Regions from separate parts of the Gossypium hirsutum genome. Here region 1 is linked to region 2. A link is a contact called in public Hi-C data. All regions are on one chromosome and are shown on one strand. Each heading gives the region's core, a stretch centred on a gene start, on an enhancer-like site or on the middle of the called end of the contact. The rest is flanking DNA. Distances are from core to core; before and after follow the strand shown. Region 1 holds the start of LOC107962069 (ras-related protein RABA5a-like). Region 2 holds the start of LOC107961924 (cysteine proteinase inhibitor 1).

Region 1 (5,574 bases), core at 1,841-4,340, 270 kb after region 2:
TTAAAAAATTTGGCCTATTTCCATAAATATTAAAAAAAAGCTTTTTCTTATAAATTGCCCATTTATTTAGCTTATTTAATAATATTCTGAAAGTCATGCTTTGTCATCGTTGCTCTTTAAAATAAGTCTTTCCATTGGATGGATAACCTCCATTAAAATAGGCTACACAAATATGTCATAATTTATTTAAGGCAAAAAGAATTTTTTACAGAGTCTCACACATAAAGAAAATATTCACATGATGCTCTCCACAAACATTGGAAATCTTTCGCACTCATTCATCAAAAGGAAGAACTATTGTTATATCCACACAAAAAATGACCAAGACCTAAATGAGATCCAAGAAAGCAGAATGCTTACATGAGCTCACGCTCTTTAACATCCAAGAGCTTATTTGCCAGCGTCATAAATCCATATGCGGCAAAATGGGATTCTCTCCATATAACAAGAGCAGCTTTTACCTTGAAGTCTGAGCTACAAAGCTTCCCTATCAAATAAGAGATGTCACGTCAATCAATCATAGTAATAATTACATTGACTTTACCTTAGGTATGACCTCTCATTGCTACTCAATTTCGTTAATACCATTTTCTATCAACCTTTCCCTTTTACTAAAACATTGATTAAGGGTTGTTTAGTATTACTTATGGCTAGAAAAATACTTTTGAATAAAAAGTTATGCTAAATAAGTTTTTTTTTTAAATTTTTAGTTTTTAAAAAGGAGAAATTAAAATTTTTAACTTTTTTAGTTTTAAAAGTACTTTTGATACTTAATTACTTTTTCATCACTCCAGCAACATAGTATTTCTTTTTTTAAAAAAAGTTATTAATTAAAAATAAAAAAATATTTTTTTAAATAATACAAATGTGTTAATATCTAATTACAAATATTTAATGTCATATTTAAATATTTAAAATATAGTTTATATATTCTAATTAAATTTTATAAATAATTAATGTTTATTGCTTAAAAATATTTAAAATTTATATTTTACATATTAAAAAATTAACAATAAGTTATAATAAATTATTTTTTATATTCTTACTAAAATATAATAATATTAACTAATTTAAATATTATTTAAATATATATTTATTACTTGATAATATCATATTTAAAATAGACATTTTAACAATAATACTAAACACTCAAATCTTAAACTAAACTTGTGAAAAGTACTTCTTAAAAGTACTTTTTCATAACACCTTTTAAAAATACTTTTTAAAAATATTGCTACTAACCCTTAGTATCAGAAATTGTCTCAAACCACAATTTCCGACCCCTCTTAGTATCCTTTGTCTTGTAGATCACCCTATCAAACAACTCTATCCATTTAACAACCCAACTTGCTACATAAAGACATCACCAAACAACAAATAAGATTATAAGTGACAGGTTTCTTGAATATAATCCATATTTCTACGATAAAGTTTGAAACATGACTACCCACGGAAACAAGAATGGACATAATTATGTGGTCGAAATTGAGGTAACTGTAACTTAAGATCAACAAAATGTAGCTATTCGGAATAGGAAACAACAAAGTCTTTCCTCATTTCATGGCAACCAGAACCAGTATTCATCTTATATTAAGCTTTTAACTCAATATCTAATTAAACCAGTAATCTTGCTAGATTTGATTTTTTTTATTAATATGTAAGCATAAACCGAAAGGCCCAAGCCTTTCACAGAATTACATGATCAAAAGATCAGTGCAGTAGGCAGAAGTGTAAAGTTGAGAGTTTGCTTGGAACATTTTTATATTAGACAAAGGCCCAGTAGAACCAAGATTGACAGAATTGTGCTAGCTCAGGGCACCTAAAGTGTTGGTATCCTAGGTAATATCTTATCAAACTGTCGGCAACCTATTTACCAAGTGCGTGTGATCAAGCACGCTCTCAACTTTTGATCTTGCCCCTTCATTTTCAATTTTAGGGAGAAATTTATGACCATCTATTTTATTTACCCTCATATCTGTCACCGAATCAAACAATGTCTACTCTTGTTTTGTCGGCATATAGTTAAAATGTGCTACAGTACATACAGATAGAATATGATTATTCCAGTTGATTGAGTACTCATTAACGTTTTAGCAAAGAATTAAAGAATTAAAGTTCGAGTCTTGTTATCAATCTCATTTGATGTCTGATCCATGAGTACCAAAAAACAATGAATGCAATAGATGAAATAAATCCTTTGGCACAGATTTTGGTGTACAAAAGTCAAAACCATGGAAGGTGGTCCAGTTAGTTTTGGAGAGCCAAAACATTACATTTAACCACAAGGAAGAAGCCAAGGTTTTCACCTTAGCTGCTACAGCAGCAGCAGTAGCTGTAAGTTCGTGCACCTAGGCAAAATGAAAGGTGGTAATGGGGTATGGGAGGTGGGTCCTTCTTTCTGCATCACCAAACTGCAATGCCGCCGAAACCATCTACTGAACAAGGTTGGCAATGTCAACTGCATTTTATGACAAAACCAAACAAAGCTTAAGCTTTTGTGTAGATAAGGCACCTGCAAAATGATAAATGTTGGCTAAATATTAGCTATGCTCTAGTCTTCCATGGCCCCTACCATTTAAGAACATGGTCAGTCAGCAATATAAGTCCATATCATAATCTGGCTTTTTTTGTGGGAAGTTCAAAACCAACATACATTCCTCTTTCCATCACTATTAGTAGTACTGGAGGGACATCCTTCCCTAATCTTTAGCCTATGTGCTCAAACATTCCTGCTTCATTTCAACTATAGTTTTCTGCATATGGTTCCTCCACAACTAGAGTTTTCAACTTTCATACGCATTGAAAACCAATTCTTTGAGCAAGATACGGAAAGTTTTTTATCTATGATGAAGTCCAAGGGGAATATAAGGCCCAAAAAAATAAGCCCAGGAAATTAAGGGGTGGCTAAACCAGTAACCAGAGTAAATGCAAATCTGGGGTTGTCTTGTCTCTGCACTCGGCTCCCTCACCTCCTTGGAAAAGCCTAACCCTTAAATCCTTTGAATTTGTATCTCTAAGCCATTGACATTATCATATAATCAGATCCATTGTTAACTCTTTTATTTGATCGTAATTCCTGGTAGAGAAAAAAAAAAAGAAGGGTGAGGGGAGCCTCCTGAAATTCTTCTTATAGCTGGTGAGTGTAAACAAACACGATCTCTTTTTCTTTAGATTTTTAAGTCCCTTTTTTTGTATTAATATTTGATGAGATTTACGAATTGGGTTTTGTATTTTGCTTGTTTCTAGATCATTTCTCAATCACATTTTTGTTCTTTTTTCTTACTAACTTTTACTTTGTATGTTTTTGCTAATCTCTGTTTTGTCAATACCTTGCTTAAATTCATGGTTTTTAAGATTTGATCATATCAAAATCGATTTTTTCTGCTCTAATTCATTTGGATATTCTAGACTTAGTTATAATGGTTCGGTGCTTTTAAGGTTTTTTTTTTCTTCTTTTATGGAAAGAGTTAACTGGCTGTTCCATATATGAACTTGGTTCTAGCCTTTTAGTCAATTGCAAAATATAAAACAAAAGGGCAGTTTGCTTGGTGATTTAGTTTCTACCGGTGTCTCTTTGATGCAAAACTGAGTCTAGTATGCTATAATTTGATCTCTCTTTGCAAGATGCAGATGCTCTACTTTATGATCAAGAGCATATATATTTTTTTCTTTGAATGTTGAAATTGATTTACTTGGATCTATAGCTTATTTCCTGGTCAAAGTTCTCTAGTTCATACAATCAGAGTTTCTGTGTTTCAGTGAATTTTTATGAGCTGTTGACATAGCAGTAAAATTTTTCAATCCTTAAATTTAACTCTTTAAATGACTCCTATTGGAAAATATATGAAACCTTTTAAAGACTGAGTTTTTCAGCATCTCTAATGATTAAAACAAAGAATAAGACAAAAAGTAACTTTTTAAAAGAATTCTTACAGTTAGAAGTGAAAGCACAAGGGCTTGTTTATATATGAAGTTCTATATTGTTTCTGTACCATGGTCCAGTGGTAATATTCAAAAGATTGAACTATCACATGTTATCTTATAAGGTCTAGTGCATAGTTGATGCATATTATTATACAATCAAGCATCTTATATTGCCCTTGCAGATGATTTATTGCTTATGATTGATTTCATATATAATTGTTGTTCAAAAGATCTTATCAATTATCAGTTCTTTGCTACCAAATTTGGCCTTTAGTTTTTTGTTATCTAATGACACTTATATCTGTTAACTTTTAAAGTTTATACAAAAATGATGTGATGTTTTACTGGTTAAGGGCAAGGACTAAACATAGGATTAGGAATCTTAGGTGGGCTATTAATCTGTCACGGTTGTTGGGTGAGTTGTTTTTTTATTTCCAATCGATTATTTGGATATTTCACTTGAATGATCTGGCATTTATCATATGTCCTTATTTTGAGCTTCTAAAATCTAAGCAGTAGAAGGAGCTTAAGTGGGATTTCAGGTGCGAGGCAAGGTGTTAGCAAGTTGGAGAGATCAAGGTACTGTTCCTTGCCTTCTAAGGAACTATATAATTAAAAGACTTTAATGAGTTGCATATTACTTGTTTCACTTAATTGTTTACTTTTCAAATTCTGATAAATATTTTACTTATCTTGAATATTTTAGCCGGAGACAGACATTTGTTTTACCCTGTACTGTAACGATTAGTACTTTGGTTGGTTTTACATGAGGGCCCTCGTCTTGTTCCTGCAGGAACCGTAACGTACATATTCACTAGGAAGGTCATTAGTACTACACGCGTAGGGTGCTCAGGATAGATTTGTCTATGTTGCAGGAGGGTGAAAGTGGAGTAGAGTTTATTCCTTTTTTATTCAATTGACCTAATATTTGCTTCACAAGAAAGGTATTTTCATGTAAGCAATTGCTGAATGACACATTTGTACTCTTTATTCCTATTTTAGCTTCCTTTTTCAGCTTGCCTTTATTCTTTTCTTCGGTAAACCCATTTCTGTTCTTGAACAGGATACAAGGTTGGTGCTTCTTAGGTGATAACTTCAAGTACCAGAGAAGAAACTTAATTCCGAGTGCTTTTCATTGTTGATATGGTTATATAGAGTGACACTTGTAGGAAGGTTGTAAAATGGCTTTTGTTTCAGAGGAAGAAAAAACTGAGGATTACCTTTTCAAGATTGTACTAGTTGGTGATTCAGCTGTTGGGAAATCGAATTTACTTGCAAGATTTGCTAGGAATGAATTCTACCCAAATTCCAAGTCAACCATAGGAGTGGAGTTTCAAACTCAGAAATTGGATATAAATGGGAAGGAAGTTAAGGCACAGATCTGGGATACGGCTGGTCAGGAGCGCTTCAGGGCCGTTACATCTGCATATTACCGAGGTGCAGTTGGAGCTCTTCTTGTGTATGACATCAGCAGACGACAGACTTTCGATAGCATTGGTAGATGGTTAAATGAACTTCAAAGTAAGAACCGTGATTAACTTTTGTGCTTTTGTTGATTATACTTATAACGCATATGCAAACCCTCTCATCGTGAATCTCGTTTCTATAATTTTTTACCGAATCTCACCAATCCAAAATGGGTTAAATTTT
Region 2 (5,506 bases), core at 2,909-5,408:
TTCTAATTTCACTAGGAGTCGACTCATTAGTTAATCTAATAACTACTTTATACAATTTCAAAATAGCTCCTAATACAACCCTAAAGTAACAGTGAATTGTCTCAGTTGATCTATAATATTTAGATCCAATTACTCGAAACCTTACATTATGACCAATTATATGTAAAAATATAACTACTTGCTCCCTAATATTCACAGATTTAGTTGATTGTAACAAATTATTCCTACTAAGAATATCACACAAATTAAAAAAGACAATCAGTCTCATCCTTATCACATCAATACAATGCTGGTCACCTCTATATAAAATACAATTAATATAGTTTTCTCTTTCATAATCTCGATTCACACGAGGGTGAGAAGCAATTTCCTTCTTAGTTTTTAATTTTTTAATCCAAAGAGCCCCAAAAGCTAAAACTGAAGCCACGACTCTGACAATTGCATTTTGATCTTGATTACGATCCATCTACACAAAATAATGCCAAACAAATATTTGATCACTACAAAAAAGATGCAAGATTTTCATCAGATCACATATATAACTAAAGTTACCATGACTAAAGTGCATACATACATATTAAGCTAATTATAATTGCATTAATAATTTTTTGAGAAATTAAGCTACTTTCTTTGTACCAATTTAGTAACACAACTAAAATTAGATATGATTCAATTTGAGAATAAACCAATGATTGGTCATAATATAATGTATATATGTAATGTTGAAAATGGACACCGGACCTATACTTATTCATCATTTCATATTGTATATATTAAAATCAAGAGAATATAGGATATTCAAGTTTCCTTATTCTTTTCTAAGAATGATGAAACTATAGGATTTTGGACTCACTACTTGTGGCAGATAGTTGAACCAGCTTTTAACTACTAAACTGATGCACATGGACATAATAAATACATTAATTTAGTATAAATATTATCCACAATTTCTAACTTCACTAGGATATGAATTTAGTATATATAGTATCCACAATTTCTAACTTCACCAGGATATGAATTTCTTTGAACTTCATATAATGAAACAAGAGAAGCTACCAAAACGATACCATGATGAATCAAAACAATTAGTACTTGTATCTCATCTTATAAGCACACTGAAAACCTACCAAAATGAAACGGTAATTGGATGTGAGAATCTTGGAGTACATAAGTTACCATACAAGTTAGTTATATTCTCATCTTAAAATTGATATATAAAGAGTTCTGAACATTTACAAAAGTTAAGACAGATAAGACAGATAGTGTCGTACTATCTGGTTCGATGTTTATGTGAACATGAGAAATCAAGGACCAAAAGTCAAGGAAAAAACATTAGAAGATACCATACAAGATCCATTAAGGTTCATGATAACTAGTTTTAGAATCAACTTAGAGAAATTTCCATTGAAATAGAAGAAATAACATACAATTCACCCCTTTTTTAAACTCAGAAACAATAAACTATATTAGAATCCTTACTGAAGTTTGATAGTTAAGCAAGTGAAAGCATTTGATAATTCCAAAGCCCAGAACCCAAAAGATCACATAAAAGAATTGCATACAGTTCATTTGACTGCATTTATCTTGCTTCCTCAATAAAAATGAAAAAGCAAAGAAATGTTTGATCAGTCCTCTCATAAAAATTTTAACTCCTAACATAGTACTAGATTCATCAAGATGATGATCATGACAGTTTTCCCACAGACTTCCACTTTAACACCAGAAATCAACTATCAAGTAGCAATAAATTGAATTCCAACAAAATAACAGAAATAAGGTCATGGGTATTAACGATTAAAGGGTAAAGAGAAAACCAAAAATCAAAATTTGACCTAACAAAATAGAAGAAATGAAGCTTTTGGGAATCACTTGAAAGAAGTATAGTTATAGAATTCAACACCCAAACACATGAAAAGAAGTGAAACAAAGGAGAAAATGGTTTGTCCCAAACGAAGAGCCAAGCTAACGCTAGTTCCCAATGCCCCTGGCACTGGCTCCATCATCTTTCAAGTCAGCTTATCTCTCCGTTTCTTCATCTTTAAATTCCCCAAAAAGAAAGAAGAAAACAGAGTTCTAAAGAAAGTGAAAGAAGTGGTATCCGAAATTTTGAAAAATTATGCTTGCAAAAATGGTTCTACCTTTGGGTTTTGTTTCTATGATGAAGAATTTGGAAGAGAGAAAGAAGAAAAGGAAGATAATGTTTTGTTACCAAATATCTATGGACTTGATTGAATAAAAAATGAACAGACAGGGGAATGGCCTGTTCTCTCTCACAATGCTTTGTTTTTGTTAATGCCATAAAGGAAGAATGCTAAATGTTGCAGCAAGCAGCTAGCCTACGGGATGAAAGATAGAATGCCACTAGATCAATGATGAAAGTAGCTATGGTTTAGTGATAGTGTCCGTGGAGAGGTGAAAGAGTTGCTTTGGTTTAAGTCAGGAAAGAATCTAACTAAGAAACAAAGACTCTATGTTTCATAGAGATAGAGGCACACTATATAAGAGTAGAAAATCAAAGAAAAAAAACAAATCTACGGTAATAAAAGAGCAAGCATAAACTAAATTATGCAAAACCCAGAAACAAATAGATTTTAAATAAAGCATAAAAGAAGAAGAAAAAGATTCTTCAACAGACTGATGCAAAATCCAAACAGATGCAAAATCCAAGTACATTCTTTAACAAAAGAAAAAAAAAAGGAAGAAGAAGATTTAAGTGAGAGAGGTGACAAATTGAATGAAATGCAGAGTAAATCATAAAAAAGTTACCTTGAGCTTTGTTTCAGGAAGGGAACTGGTCTAATTGGATGAAGAAGGAGACGGATGGAATGAGGAGGAAAGATGGAAAATGTTTTACAGAAATAAAATCGGTAAAACATTTTCCCCAAAATTCATTCTCATTTTCCCATGTTTCTGAAAATGTTTTACCAATGTAAGTGATTTTCAAGCAAAACAAACACTGGAAAACCTAGTAAACAAACGAACCCTAAGTTAAAACATTTTCATTTGCACAAAAAAATAAAAATAAAATCAAGCACTATCAGCTCACCTAATTTTTCATTTTGGGCCAGCCGTCGACCACTTTCACATTTTTCTTCCGAGGGGTGCTAAGTGGGCTACAACCACCATTCTCACAATCAACCCACTCCACCCAATCAAGTGAATAAGAAAATTCGAAATTTTATAAATTCATTGAATATTGAAATGTTTTGGCTTAAAAAGTTAGTCTTTTTCATTATATTTTTTTATTTAAAATTTATATTTAAAATAGTAAAAATAAATAAATGTTTTTTATAAAGATATTGTTTAAAAAATATCATATAAAAGTTAATAATTGTTATTTATTTTATTTGAAAAATTATGCGTTTTAAAGAATTATTTATGAAATTTTTTTTTAGAATTTTATCAAATAATATACAAAGTATGAATATAAAAAATTGAAAACCATCTCGAATTATGATAAATAATTTAAAATTTTTAAAAATATAACTGAATTGGATCGGACTGACTGATGTCTCCTTTTCCTACCATTTTCTTTCTCATTCAAGAAAATAATTGTATAAAATAAAGACGTTATGTTATCTATATATATATTTCAATAGTTTTACATGACATTAATATTTTCATCTTAAATTTTAACATTTTCATCTTAAAAAAATCAAATCTAGTTGAAAATTATAAAATTAAAAATTAAAAATTATTGATGTAAGATAAAATTATTAAAAGATGTAATATTTGTGTTTGAGACAAATAATTTTTTTTTATACATATAAGCTTATTTCCTCAAAATACGAATTTCCAAACTATTGACTGACATGAAATCTGTTAACAATTATATTAGTACTGTCGTTAATTTTTAACGGTGAATATAAATTATCAATTGAATGCAAAAAATTGAAAATGATTGATTTTATTAAAATTCTTATAAAATAAATACAGTTACTAAAAACCTCCACACAACTCACAGCTGGTCTCCACCCTCCAATCATACTAACCTAACGGCCCGCTTTCGTGATCCCCGTTTTGGGCTTCGGCGCGTTTCGTAGTAACGTAACGACGTGTCTCCATCGTAATTTCAATCAACTTCAAGGGGCAAATCCTCTTAAAATTAAAAACCGTGTGCCACGTAACTTACGATTTACGTTTATTAATGTTTATCTATAAATAATCTAATTTCATTCCAAATTCAAATCCAGAGGCTACAGCTCTACAGCACAACAAAAAAGGCAACTAGACTTGAGAAAGAAAAACAGTCTCAAAATGCAGCAGAAGTCAGGCTTCCTGATCCTCTTGCTCTCCCTCATTTTCCTTCCTCTCATCTTCTCCGACGCCAGAAAGGAGGCTCCCCTCGGAGGATGGAGTCCGATCAAAGACACCAAGGACCCACACGTGATAAAGATCGCGGAATTCGCCGTCGAGGAGTATAACAAGCAGTCAAATGGGAGTTTAAAGTTGGTTAAGGTGGTGAAAGGCGAGACCCAGGTGGTGGCCGGGACAAACTACCGGTTGATTTTGCAGGCGAAGGAAGGGACCTTCGATAACACGTATAAGGCTGTGGTGTGGGAGAAGTTGTGGCTGAATTTCAGGAATCTCACCTCCTTTAACCTCGTCAAGGGTTAGATTTGATTATAATGTAATTTATGTTCATATATGTTATCCTTGTCCTTTTCTATTACTTAACAGAGTGGAGAATAAAATCTTAATAATACATAATTATGTGAGTTTGAGATGTTTCGGTTTCAAAATTTGAGATTAATAATTTTCACTCTTTTCTTTCTTCATTTCTCATCTACCAGAAAAAAAAATCTATTTATTCATTTTAAAAATAAAAATAGGCATAAAACTAAACAAAAATCAATTGAATTTTGCAAAACAGTTTTATATATAAGAGATGCAAGAATGGATCAGATGTGGCATCAATGTTAGCTGAAGCTAAAACACGAGTTCGTTGAACAATTTTGCAAAACGATTTGATAAATTTCTTAATCCATTTATAAATCTCAAATTTATGCTTAGATTGCTGTAATAATGATGATATCCATTTACCTAACTACCGTATATAAACTTTTTTTATATAATCCCTAAAAACATGTGATCAACTCTAAATTCACTTCTTCTTTTTTTTCTTGATATCTTCTTATACTTACAATAAAAATTAAATTAATAATTTTAAAATAAAATTTAAAATTACCGTGACGAAATTTACCATAATGATCATAAAGTTGGAATTTTTTTTTAAACAATTTCGTTATGTATTTTAAATTTACTTTTTTTTTAATAAAATGTCTAAAGTTATTAATAGTTCTTTCAATTTATGGATTTAAATCCAACCAATTACATAATACAACTGTTTTTTTTTTCTTTTTAAAAGTAAACAAACGGTGAAATACGTGTTTTTTTTCCTTAAAAAAAGGAAATAATCAAAGTATACGTTTCGCTTTGCAAGGACAGAGAGATTATTTATTTCACTTAAATTAATGATTTTATTTTCTTTCAATATAATTTTGAA

The links. A called contact is a pair of places that touch in the nucleus more often than the background predicts.
Region 1: a Hi-C map of leaf shows a contact between it and region 2, with 2.2 times the contacts expected there. The contact joins the promoter of LOC107962069 here to the promoter of LOC107961924 in region 2. A contact is called at or near these places in 3 of 34 Hi-C or Micro-C datasets (all in leaf).

The regions. Positions count from the first base shown.
Region 1 is chrA06:118,773,543-118,779,116 of Gossypium_hirsutum_v2.1, forward strand. It overlaps LOC107962069 (ras-related protein RABA5a-like), which reads left to right and starts at 3,091. Exons shown (of 5, transcript NM_001327721.1): 1 at 3,091-3,136; 2 at 4,441-4,503; 3 at 4,988-5,445. The coding sequence starts at 5,106.
Region 2 is chrA06:118,501,451-118,506,956 of Gossypium_hirsutum_v2.1, forward strand. LOC107961924 (cysteine proteinase inhibitor 1) reads left to right here and starts at 4,159. Exons shown (of 1, transcript XM_016898097.2): 1 at 4,159-4,726. The coding sequence starts at 4,258. The coding sequence ends at 4,617.